2 separate regions of the Anas platyrhynchos genome follow, and region 1 is linked to region 2. The links are chromatin contacts, called in public Hi-C maps. All regions are on one chromosome and are shown on one strand. Each heading gives the region's core, a stretch centred on a gene start, on an enhancer-like site or on the middle of the called end of the contact. The rest is flanking DNA. Distances are from core to core; before and after follow the strand shown.

Region 1 (6,633 bases), core at 3,207-5,706, 46 kb before region 2:
GTAGATCTATCCCACCTATGTTGATCCCATTGCTCTAAGAACATGGAGAGTGACACTTTTCTTGAAGGTTGGTGACTAACCCTTGGCTGCGTAGTGGTTGTTGGTGGTGCCAAGACCCCAAATCTCGAACTAGCGATGCTTTTCCTGCATTTGGGATAAAGCCTCTGTGGATATCTGATCCTCCACACTGGTAATGGGAGCCATGACACAGACCTTCAACTGCAACTGAGATCATTCAAGATCTCTCTGCAACGAGGTCTGTCCCTCTGGGTGCAGCCAAGCAAGGTCACTCGGGAAGTGACATCCTCCTGGGGCTCCAAAAATAACCCCAGGGCTGTACATCTGGCTCTGAGCTCTCACTCCAGACAAAAATAAATAAAATAAATAAAAAAGTGCTGAGCTGAGCTAAACAAACCATGCTGGGTTCAAGGTGGTGAGGGTCATTTGCTGCTTCATCTCCGTACCAGGAGGGCTCATCCGGTGTCTTTTTTGATGCTGAACCAAGAAGTTCATGCAGCCCTCCCAGGAAAGTGCTTGATTTCTCCAGTGTAAGCTCAGGGGCACAGCAAGATGTTTGGCTAATGTGTAATTTTTCATTTCTAACATCACAACCACCAGGATGCCCCAGCAGAGAGCATGGCAGGGAGATGACCGAGGGCTCCGGGTGATGCACCTGAGGTCAGAGCAGTTTGGGCAAGCCTTGCTCCTGGCCAGCAGGGACAAAGCAGGCACTGCAGGACCTCCAGCAAAACAAGATTCCGTATATATCAAAGGGCTGCAACACCCTGAATGAAACGCTAATTTTCACACCTTTGCTAATCTTGCTCTGAAAGGCACAGAGGTGGCTGCCGGGCTTGTTCTACCCACGCCAATTTGGGTGTGCAGGCAGCCCAATGAAAGAGAGACAAACCTCTCCTCTCTGCTTCACAGCACTCGCATCACCGTGCTGGTCTGGGGGCAGGAGGGAAGCTTCTTTACGGCTGCCCACTGACCTGGAAAAGATTGGATTTCCCTGCGCCCTCCTCCCCAGGGGGTGAGCAGCAGCCCCAGCTGCGCTTCGTTTGCGGCAGCATCTCCCCACAGCACCCACTGGGTGTCTCATGGATGTTACCCCAGGTTAAATTCCCATTTATGCACTTGGTGCTGCTGCCTGCTGCCCAGCTTCTCCTTTCTTTAGGTCACCTGTGAAAACACGCTGCTCGGCCTTGTGCACGGGAAGGAGAGCTCAGAGGTGATGGCCACCAGACCCACATCGAAGAGCCTTGACCACCCCAAAGACTTTTCTTGCAGGTCATCCTACATTTGCCACAGATCCTGCTAAAATCCCCTCCGTATACATATATACATACACACGTGTGTTTTATATATAAATCTTCCTGCTGGGAACAGCTGCTCTTGGTCGATGTTTCCCTTCCCGTTCCCTGGAGATCCCAGGGAGGACCACAAGGGTGAGAACCCCCACCCAGAGGCTTCTTCCTCTCACCCGGGGTAAGTCCTCAGACTGTGTCAGTTTAACTTCCTGATTTATGCTTGTGCAAGCGGTAGATGTGGTTTCCATATGAATTGGAACTGGATTTTTTCCCATGCAGGGGCTGTTTTCCTGTAACAGCAAGCAGAAATATAGAAATACGTTTTGTACAGGAGATGTGAAAGCGATGGTCCATGAAAAGGTCTCTAAGTAAATAATATCTGCCTCGTTAGCCTGGCTTCTTTTATTGCAAAATCACTGCCCACAAGCTTCTGGCTTCCTCAGGATGAAGCAAGTGGTGGCTGTGTAGGGTATCCTTTAACATTCCCCATAAAAAAAATTCTTCCCATTTCATGAAATTTTGGGAAGGGCTTCAAACAGCCTCCAATGACCAAACATCTCTGGCTTCTCCTAGCAGAAGGAGACATTGCAGCTTCAGAAGATAGCTTTTGGTGGCAAACCAGGAGGGTGGGCATCGCTCCATGGCTCCTGCCACCACCTTACCCATGGGTCTGTGATGAATGTGAGCAGCGAGGTTCCCTGACTGTGACTCAAAATCCCCCCGCTCTGTGCTTTTTAAGAGTTCCCAGGTCACTGACCTGCTTGATCCCGCACCCCATGACTGGGAGCGTTTGCATGACTCACGGAAGGCACAAGGGGGAAAAGGAACCGAATGTAAGAGACGAGGAGGAACCCCCTGAGCTGCCGCCGCCGCCAGAAATCCTTCACATGAAGCTCCAACCTTGGCTGCCCGCTTCCCCTTTTTCCTTTTGAAGACCCAGAAAAGCAGGGAGGCAGCAAGAAGAGCACCAGTAAGCAACTCCTGCAGCATTTCGTGACCCCGTGTAGGCAGCGTGACCAGGGTTTGTCTCAAATAAGGCTGCAAGGTGCATGGGGGAGAGATTTCCAGAGCAGCCTGTGTATTTTGGGATAATCCATGGACAGCCTGTAGGTTCTGTATAAATACCAATAATTAAAAGCGGATATAACTAATTAGAATGCAGTCCATGGCAGTAAAATGATCCAGCTTATTGCCAGTCCCCTGAGTCACCCCGTCCTCCCGATGATTATTTTCCTGTTTTTCCCTAACCCAATTTGAGGTCTTTTATGCTGCCAGCAGACCCGGCGTGGTTTCAGAGCCACCGTCAGCCCAGACGCACCCCGAATTTCACCAGAAAGCTGCACATCTTTAAACTTAAAACCCCCTCCCACAAGTCCAGCTGGGTTATGGCCAATTATTTGCCCCAAATATTCAGATTTACAAGCAGCCGTGGGCATCCTGGGTTTCTTGCTGGGCAGCCCCAGTGGCCTGGGCTTTGCATGGGGACTCGTGTGGGGGCACAGAGCTGGCTTCCCTTCCTGGGATGAGCACGTTGCTCCTGGCCCTGGTGGCCCCAGGGGATGGAGGAGCTCGAAGCAAGGCTCTGCAGCATGGCCAGCTGTGGAGGAAGGTCCTCTCCCTGCAGACGTGACTCGGTCTTCTCCTGGGAATGGCTGTCCTGCCACTGCCATCCCGGCTGGGGAGAGAAGCTCTGCTCCAGGCTCGTTCCCAGGCTCCCTGAGGTCGTTGCTCCTTTCCAGGGTTGGGAATGGGGAAAGTGCAGGGAGAAAAGGTCTGCTTCGGCTGGGAGAGGAGCCTTCAGCTGGATTCAAACCTCCCTGAAGTCAGAAGGAGGCTTTGTGCGGACTTCAGAAGGGTTTGGATGAAGCCCACACTCCTGCAGAGCAAGGATATCTCTTTTTATCTCTTTTTCGAGATTTTCTATCATTTATGGGGGACATGTGCTGTTGTTTTTGGTGTGGCACCAAAACCCCGCCTTGTTTCGCTTGCCTTCGGGATGCCCCCAGAAGGTGATGGTTGGCAAGGTTTCTGCAGGCTCTGGGAATCAGGCATGTGATGTTTTCCTCCATGGGCAACCAGCAACATCGATAACCATGGGAGGCTTGGATCTCATGCACCCACGCATGTCGAGTGCCCTGAGGCACCCATAAACCCTACTGGCTCTCCTCAGCCCTGCCTGGGTCATCCCACCCCTGCTCTGGTGGGACCCATGGAGTCTCATCTCTGTCTCCATCTCCTGCCGCTCCTGACTCCCTGGGTAGATCCAGGTCTTTCCCATTGTTTCCTGGGGCTGGATGCTGTGCCCAGCACCCTGCCCATCCTGTGTGGATGCTGCAGGATCTGGCCCTCATCTGTGAGGGCTTCCAGCTCACCCTCTTTTGGGGGTCAGCTCCGTTTTTAGGGTAGATTTAGATGAGATATTATTATTATTATTATTATTATTATTATTATTATTATTATTATTATTATTATTATTATTATTATTATTATTATTATTATTATTATTATTATTATTATTTAGAGGACAGCAAGGCCCTGGTGCAGGCTGCCCAGAGGAGTTGTGGGTGCCCCATCCCCGGCAGCGCCCAAGGCCAAGCTGGATGGGGCTGGAACTAGACGGGCTTTGAGGCTCCTTCCAACCCCAACCATTCCGTGTCTCTGTATGATTCTTGCTGCTCCCTCTTACTCCCCTTACTCCTTATGTGCTCCGCATCGGAGAACAGGAGAAAAGAAAAATAAAATGAGATAAAATAAAATGAGATAAAATAAGATGAAAATATAAAATTTAATAAAATTTAATAAAATTTAATAAAATAAAATAAAATAAAATAAAATAAAATAAAATAAAATAAAATAAAATAAAATAAAATAAAATAATAACCCCACCCTGCTGAACTCCCCTTGCTCCCCAGATTCCCACCCGCCCCCACCGCTCTCCTTTTCCCGCGCCGCGCGGGAAGGGGGCGCCCTTGGCGCGCCCCTGCCCCGCGCTCCCGGTGACGCCACAAAGGGCGGTGCCGCCCACCCTCCCCGGGCGCGCGCGCGCGCGCGCCTCTTTCTCCCGCCGGCGCGCCGCCCCCACGTGCGCGCCGCCCCGCCGCCGCGGCAGCGGCAGCCCCCGCAGGCAGGTGGGAGCGCGGCGGGCGGCAGCGCCCCCGCCCCGGCTCCCCCCCGGCCCTGGCCCCGGCTCCGGCCTCGGCCCCGGCCCCGCCACCATGGGCGCCCCCCGCCGCGGGCAGCAGCCGCCGCTGCCGACCCCGCGCCGCCCCATGAAGCAGCGCCGTTAGCCGGGCAGCGCCCGCGCTCCCCCCTCCCCGCTCGCTGCGGCCACCCCCCCCCCTCCCTCTTCCCACCCCATTACCCCAAACCCCCCGTCCACCATGGGGGCGGCCGCCCCCCGCCCCGCCGCGGCGTGCCCAGTGCTCGCCGGTTTGCTCTCGGTGAGTTTTTGGGGGGTACGGACATTTGAGGTGGGGGGCGGGTGCTAAGGTGCGGGGATGCCTGCGCGTCCCGGGGGTCGTGAGAGGTGTTGGGGTTGTTTATTGGGGTGTTTGTTCTCAACCCTCTCCTCCTTCATCCCATTTTTTGATGTTGTTTTTATTGCCCCCGTGCTTTGGGAGAGAGGCCAAGCTCGCCCGGCTTCCCCGTTTTGCCATCCCACGTAGGACCGCGGCAAAGCGGCGCTTTGGGGCGAAGCGCTGTCATTTTGGGGAGAGAGAGACGGAGGGATTTTGGGGGCGGCGGGTCCGTGCTGCGGCTGGGTTGTGTAAGCAGCGCCGCGGCCGCTGCTGCTGGGCTCCAGGTGGGTCCTAGCGAGCCGCTGCGGGGCTGCGGGGACTGGGGAATCGCCGGGCAGCGGCAACGGGGTGAGTCTTGCACGGGGAGCGGCATCGCCCCTTGGAACGCGAAGCAAAACTTTGCGTGGTCGGCAGTGTCAGGATTCCCCCCGGCCTCTTTTTCCCCGAGGGAAAAATCAAAGGGGTCCAAGTACGTGGGTAAATACAAGCGGAGTGCTCTCCCCCCTCCCAGAGTGAAGGTAAGGATCCAAACGTGCAGGCAAGCGTTGCTCGTGCACGCGCATCCTCAACCTGGATGTGTGCGGGTGTGCGACCAGATGAGCCGTGGGACAGAATTCCCATTTGATGGCAAGGTCGTGGGTGGGATGCTCTCGTGGCTGCCGCCTGGATCACTGTTTGCTCGTGCATCCCAGGTGTTCAGAGGGCTGCGGGGGCTTCGTTTGCCTCTAGTGGGCTCGTTGCAGCCAGCGATTCTCGGCTGATGTGTGGTGTGGGAAGAGCTGTTGAGTTCCCCTTCGCGGGGACCGTGCGCCTGTGCTGCTGTTTTGGCATTTTCCCCTGTCGCCGTTGCCCTTCCCAGCCATGGCAGTGGGATTGCTGAGTCGACCCAGCCCTGGACTCTCAGTTTCATTAAACCCCAAACTGGCTGAAAATAACTCAGCGCACTTAAAGAATCTAAATCTCGCTTTCCTTCCCCAAGACCCTCGTCCCAGGTGTCTTTTTTGGAGTTTGTAACTTGATCCTGCCTATGGGGCGCAGGGCAGGAGATGGGCTGCTTATCTCCATAAAGTTGCCATCAAACTTCTGGACCTATTTACTGGTGTTTTGGGAGGGTTGTTTGTTTGTTTTTCCACCTTCAGTGTCACAAATGCCTTCCCAGAGGTGCTCCGCAGAGAGTGTAGCTGACCTTTGGGAAGGGGAGCTGTGCAGCCCAACCTGGGCTGAGGCATTGCTACGGAGGGTGTGGGCTAGCTGCAATTTCAACGAATTCAGGAAATTTTGTTATTTTCACTTGGAAACAGTTCCTGGATTATCACCTTGGCGCTGTCAGTCCCTGCTCACCTACAGTCCTGTGCCTCTGCTCTGGTTTCGCTCTACCAGCATCACATACGCTGCGTTCAGCTGCCTTTAGTTGCTTTTTCTGTTTGTTTTTTTTTTTTTTAATGATTTTTTTCTATTTTTTTTAAAGTCAATTTCATTCTTTTTTTAAGTCACCTTTATTCTTTTTATTTTTTGCTGAATGCATTGTATGGCTGTGAAGTTTACCGTTGCTCTTCTCCCTACCGCGGGGCTGGCAGCAGTGGGGCGGCACAACCCAAATTCGCCCTGTTTCGGACCCAAATGCTCATTTTCTTGCCAACTTTCTGTCTCTCTACTAGCAGCCTCTCAGGGCCGAGGAGCGGATTTTGCTCCTGCACAAGCTGGCCCGTTCCCTGCCGCATCCCACGTACGTGTGCTTGGGAGGCATGTAGCTCCCTACAAACTATTGTTCCTGCAAATTGCTCATCGGCTTCATCCGATGAGTG
Region 2 (6,260 bases), core at 2,301-4,800:
GGTACTGGGAGTCAGGGAGACACAATACATCTGATTTTGTAGATGTCAGTGAGCTTTAAAGTTCAAGACAAAATAATTGCATCTGTATTGTTTGATCAGTACAGGCAATTTCGTGAAGCTTTTGTTAAAGATGCCACTTAAGGAGGAATTTCCTAACAGCAGAAGTTAATAACTTTAAAACTGCTACTCAGGCAACCTGCAAATGTGGCTTTATGCTGCAAATCTCTTTGAAACTCATAATTCAATCCTATTTAGAAACAAGTTTCTTAGATTTAGAGCAATGAATATTTAAATGCTACCAGTTGAAACATTTTCAATTTGGAGATCATTTCAAAGCCAGGGGAGTTTACAGTGTTCGGCTACTCTGCAACACTTTAGCATCTGAATTGATCCGAACTGTCGCTGAACCTTAAGCAGCTTACACAGCTCTAAAGGGTTAGAGTAGTTTAAAGGGTTAGAGCAGTTTAAGCAGAATATCATGTTTTCAGGGCTTTGGTTAAGCAAATTTGAGTTTGCAGGCTGTCAAGCCGAGCAGCTCCAGATGAAGGACCTGACAAGCCTCACAAGCAAAACTCTCTGAAGCACTCATCATGTTCTCTGCTTTCAAACCTTGTCTGCTTTACTTTTCCTATGAAAGAGGAGAGAGAGAGGAAAGAAAAAAAAAAAAAAAAAAGAAACAAAACGAGCAAGTTGAACGTTCACATGAAACGAAGAAAAAGCTAAAGCTTTTGGGAAATGCTGTGAAGGTGAGTTTGCTCTGACAAGGCTCTTGTTGCTTCTCTCTGATATTTGTCACTCGTTTTTCTTCAGTACAAACCACTTCAAAGCACAGAAATAAGCTGAAAAGTGGCTGTGAAAAAACAGACAGAAACTTTGTGGTGCTCCTGCTTAGCTGTTTCCATGTCAGATGCAGACAAGTTGAAAGACAGAGCTTTTAAAAACCCTTTGGCAAGCCCAAGCCAGACCTGCACGAGCGTTTGGCCAGGACGGTTATTTGGGATAGGAAAGAAGGCAGGACAGAAGGAGGTCTTTTTTGTAAGATATATTTCTGCCTATCCTAGCCCTAGGAGAAAGCATCTGTGAACCAATGTAATTTATTCCTTGACTAAAAGCCATGCATATTCCAGTAAAGTTGCTCCATCTGTGCTGTTAATGCTGGACTGTGCAAAAAACAGGTCAGGATTTATCGGATGCCAGAGGCAGCTGAGGCAGAAGAAAGGCTCCTTAGCCTGGCACGAGGTACACGGATGGATGCAAGGGCTCTAATTCTGTGCGTTTCTCAAACTGAATCAGCATAAAGACATCTCCTTCGCTGGCACAAGCCACCCCCACCCGCGGTCACCTGGGTGTCCCTGCCACCCGCTGCCCTGCTTGGCACTCAGCAGGAGCAGATACCCCAGAAAAATGTATGAGAAAAGGTAGTGCCATGTCCTCTCAAACCCCTCTGCCTCCAACCCTGGTGTCCTGGGGACAGCCCAACCCATCTGGGGCTCCTGCCTGGTGGCACCATCCTTGGGTTTCTCTCCCATTCCTGTTCTGGCTCCTGCAGGGAGAGCAGGGCCAGCCCGTGCCACCCAAACCTTCCCCAGCAAGCAGTTTGGCAGCCAAACCAGCCCTTGCACCAAACACCGGCTGTTTTGCTCATTCTGAGCTTGGCACTTCCACTCCATGCCCTTATTTATTTGCACTGTTCTGCCCATGGTGAGCTGTGATGCCAGGTGAGGCAGCCTCGCATCCCAAGCAGGAGAAAGTGCCACCACCAAACATCCCCTCTGAGGCTACACCCAGGGACTTCACCTGGGCTGGGACACTTGGCATCATTTCGGCAGAATCCGGGCAATCACTCAACCCAAAATCATTCAATCATATTTTTCCCTTTGGGAGCCAGAAATCCCCTTTCTGTCTATGGTCTGACTTTCCCACCACCTCCCATTTTTCCAGTTCATTTGCAGACTTGCGCAAAGGACGTGTTTTTCAGAGCAGACACTCAGCATTTCCTAGGAATCGGGGCTTATCAAAGCATTTTGCAAGGAAACCGCTCACGTATCACGCTGAAAAAGGAATATAAAGTCCACATCGGTGGGATTTAGGAATTTCCAGCATCACACCCGAAGGTTTCTGCCTGGTGAACCGGCTCCTGGGGCAGCCTGGTGGAAAACTTCCACCTGACGTAAGGCACCAGCCGATTTCATCATCCCAGAAGCTTTCCAGGAAACCCTGACTCAGGAACTCATTTTCCCCTTCTCTTCCCAAATCCATTGCCCCCAGCTCCGAAGCGGTGCCCAAGTTTGGGGGCTGCGGACGTCAGCACAGAAATGAGCTGGAAAACGCACGATTGAGGGGAATTCTTCACTGCGGGTCTTTCTGCTGCGGTTTTGTAAGCAGATCACCGCCAGCTTCCCTAGAGCTCGCTCCGGCGTCTTTTGAAGGGTTTTCGCCCTCTGGAGGCTAAAATTAAGATAGCAGAAAAAACGAGAAAATAGGAAAAACAAGAGCTGAGGGGCAGAGGCAGCCGCTGGGCCATTTGACTAGCTCAAACTTCACATTTGCAGAAGTGCAGCCCCGAAGAGAACAAGCCTGCAAAGAATCACCGAATCATAAAATCATTCAGGTTGGAAAAGACCTCCGAGGTCATCTGCTCTAACCATCCCCCTACCACCGATGTCACCACTAAACCATGTCCCCAAGCACCACATCCAACCTTTCCTTGAACACCCTTAGGGACGGTGACGCCACCACCTCCCTGGGCAACCCGTCCCAGTGCCTAACTAAGAGCTGGTGGGTTTCAAAATGCTCCTCCTAAAAATGGGCAAGGAAAACCCTCCCGTGGTGCCGAAAGCCTTTGTGGGATGCAAAAGCACTGCGCTCAGCCTCAGCCTTCCCATTGCTGCTGCAGAGGCACCAAAAAACAGTCAACAAAATATTGAATCATCTCACCTCGGTAGCTCCAGATAAGACCTTCTCATTTGTTTCATTACACAATTATTTTATTTGCCTTTTTTTTTTTTTTTTCTCCTCCATCTTTGCCTTATGTGGTGCATAAGCATACACAGTGTATTAAATGGACAAGACATTTCTAAATTTTCAGGATGAAATCTTTGGAAATCGCTTGAAATCCCATAGTTTGTTCTCATCAGATGCAGCATCTTTCACTTGCTTGGAAATAGAAGTAGGGTCAAAAATCAGTAGTTTTTCTTTTTTTTGTTTTTGTTTTTTGTTTTGTTTTGTTTTGTTTTGTTCCTTGAAGGAAAATACTGAAGAATGATGATCCCACATTGAAAAAGTGGGATCAGGCTTGGTGTGCACTGGTTTTAGTCTAGTAACACCTCCATACCTCTCTGATTTTATTTTCTTGTGTCTTTCTGCCATGACCTAGTGCCAGCTCCCTAGAGGCCCCAACAGCCTGCAGGGTCCTCCTGTTCCTCTGGAATTTTCTTGCCAGTCCCTAGTACATCCTCTGCCTCTCTGACATCCAGCCCAGCCTCATGAGCCTCAGCAAGAACACAAAAAGTGCTGTGTTCAGAGGCACAATGCCAAGAACATGCCCGATGAAGGCCATTTTCCAGGCGTGGGTGATGTGACTCAGTGAGCAGGAGGCAGAGATGCAGAACGTCCGCTGCTGCCTGCCGCTCCCCCGCAGGACTCCCTGGGTTTTGTGCTTGCTCTCTTCCAGCCAGGCCAGGTCCCCACACGCCTGTGTCCTGGTTTCAGTTAGGACAGAGTTAATTTTCCTCCCAGTAGCTGGTAGGGTGCTATGTTTTGGATTAGGATGAGAAGAGTGCTGATAACATGCTGATGTTTTAATTGTTGCAGAGCAGTGCTTACACCAAGCCAAGGACATCTCAGCTTCTTGCTCTGTCCTGCCAGCGGGGAGGCTGGGGGTGCAGCAAGAGCTGGGAGGGGACAGAGCCAGGACAGCTGACCCAAAATAGCCAAAGGAGTATTCCATACCATCTGACCTCATGCTAAACAATATATAGGGGTGGCTAGCCGGGGTGGGGGGGTCGGCTGCTTGGGGATAGGCTGGGCATCGGTCAATTGGTCAGTGGGTGGTGGGCAATTGCATTGTGCATCACTTGTTTCGTACACATTATTAGTAGTAGTACTATTGCCATCATTATTGTTATTATTATTTTTCTGTCTTAATAAACTGTCTTTATCTCAACCCACAGGCTTCACTTTCCTGTTTCTCTCCCCCATCCCAGAGAGGGAGGGGAGAGGGTGAGCGAACGGCTGTGTGGTGTTTAGCTGCTGGCCGGGTTTAACCACAACAGTCCTTTTTGTCACCCAACATGGGAGCTCAAACCCATAGACTGTGAGATGAAGAGTCTCATGCTCTACCCACTGAGCTAGCTGGGCACAGCAATGCCGATTCAGAATTGGAGCCCATATTCAAATGATGTGCCTAAATGCCTTTGGGGATATGGACTTTGTTTGCAGAACCCAAAGCGTGTAACAGGTGTGAGGGCCACCAAGGATGATTAGATTTCCATTTCCTCAGAAACCTCCCCCACTGCTTTTTACACCCACCTGCCTGCTCATCTGTATGAGGGAGTTGCCCAACTGTGACCTGCACACTTCAAGAGCTCAAAAAATTCCTGTATTGCCCCATCTGGTGGTCTACACCACCACTCAGGGCTGGACGAGGAGATACGTAGCACCATGCAGCAGCCAACTGCCCAGCTCTTCCCTTGTCCAGCTTCATGCCCAGTCCCAATGAGGTCCCCATGTCCACCTCTGTGGCATTCAGTGCTTCTGCGTGGGATCAGCTCCATCTCACAGGGCTGCCAGAGGGAAATGCACACGCCTTTTCCAAGGCGAAAACAAAAGATTCTGGAATCAAAGTTCAGATGATAAGGGAAACCTCAATGAGGTTGGCCATGCTCCTGGTCCTTAACCCAAAGAAGTGACAAAGGTTTGCCCAGAGCCACCTGTCCAGTCCTACAGGCTAGTGCTGGGTTGACCTTTAGCTTCTCTGTAGGGCTGATTTGACTTCCCATCCCTAAGCTTGTTGAGGTCCCACTCTGCTTGCTGTTATCCACAGGCTGCTCCAGGCAAATAGCTCAGCAGCTGTCCAGGGCCACCACCAGTTACCATGGCTCTGCAGTGCCAACACCAAAAAATCTGTGCAGGGCAAAGCTCAACGAGGTTTGATGTTTCTTGGCCCCTGAACCTGTGACTTCAGCATCCTGAACCACCACATAGGACCTGAGGAGATGCAGCCACCTTTGAGCGAGTCTCAGTGACCAGTCTCACTGAGCAGGGTGACCCTCAGAGCCAGCAAGACTGATGTTGAGGACCTGACCTGTTGAACACGACATTCAGAGTTGGTTTATTCCCTCATAAGCGGACACACCTCTCTCCTTCTCCATAACTTTATGTACCCATTGTTTGGCTTGACCTGTGGTGCAAATCTGGAGCCACAGAGCCAGGTTGCTGCTGTAGGACAAGGAGCAGCTGGGCTGCTGGGCTCCTTGGGATGGGCAGGACCCTTCCCCTCAGGGCAGTCACTCACCAATGCACAGACAAAGAAGTGAGCAAGGAGCATCTCCTGAGTCAGATGGGAAGCAATCCTGATTTGTAGTTAGTATTGGATAATGTACTGCCTTTTTGTTAAACATCAGTGGGGTGGCGACAGTGCAGAGTTGGATCTGAGAAGCTCTGCAACTCCAATCTAAATGTCATTATGAACCCTCTCTTGTGTCATTAACTCACTAGGAGTTAAAAACTAGCAGGATCGCTCTGCCTTCTTTTCCTGAAAAGCTCCCAAGCATTTGCTTTTACATACTTGGTCCTTTTTTTACCTCCTCATCACTCCCTTTTCCATTTACCTTCAGTGACTCTTCCCACACTTGGATAGGTTTGAACTTAGGAAAGAGCCTTTTACAAAGCTAACCAAAAGCAAAAACAAACAAACAAACAAAAATAACAAAACAAACAAACAAACAAAAGCACAACAAATGAGCAATTCCCTTGTGGCTCCATCTATCCCAATTAAAAATAATAATAATAACAATAATAAAAAATATATATCCAGACCATTTCCTACTGTGCACCACTGGGGAAATACGTGTGTGCATGAGACCTCAGGGGAGCTCGCAGCAACCAGAACCAGATGGTGGTGGCAGGTGGCTCCTCCAGGGCCCTCTTTTGGTGTGTGGGCAACTATTTGGTGTCAGGAAAACATGCTGCTTAGCTGGGTTTGCTCCCAGTGATTCTTGGTATGAAGAGCTGTGGGAAGGCACATGTGTGGTGGCAAT

The links. A called contact is a pair of places that touch in the nucleus more often than the background predicts.
Region 1: a contact with region 2 is called in a Hi-C map of F1 follicle, with 3 times the contacts expected there. The contact joins the promoter of TNFRSF21 here to the enhancer-like site in region 2. A contact is called at or near these places in 4 of 8 Hi-C or Micro-C datasets (F1 follicle, liver, skeletal muscle and 1 more).

Annotation. Positions count from the first base shown.
Region 1 is chr3:115,818,034-115,824,666 of IASCAAS_PekinDuck_T2T, reverse strand. TNFRSF21 (TNF receptor superfamily member 21) reads left to right here and starts at 4,456. Exons shown (of 7, transcript XM_038176656.2): 1 at 4,456-4,750. The coding sequence starts at 4,691.
Region 2 is chr3:115,771,236-115,777,495 of IASCAAS_PekinDuck_T2T, reverse strand. No RefSeq gene overlaps it. Among named protein-coding and RNA genes, the nearest start is that of ADGRF5, 21 kb to the right of the region's middle. Within about 2 kb of position 3,550, at least 5 of the 8 cell types and tissues checked have an H3K27ac peak or open chromatin away from gene starts, as enhancers often do. A contact at or near this core is called in F1 follicle, where this site is marked.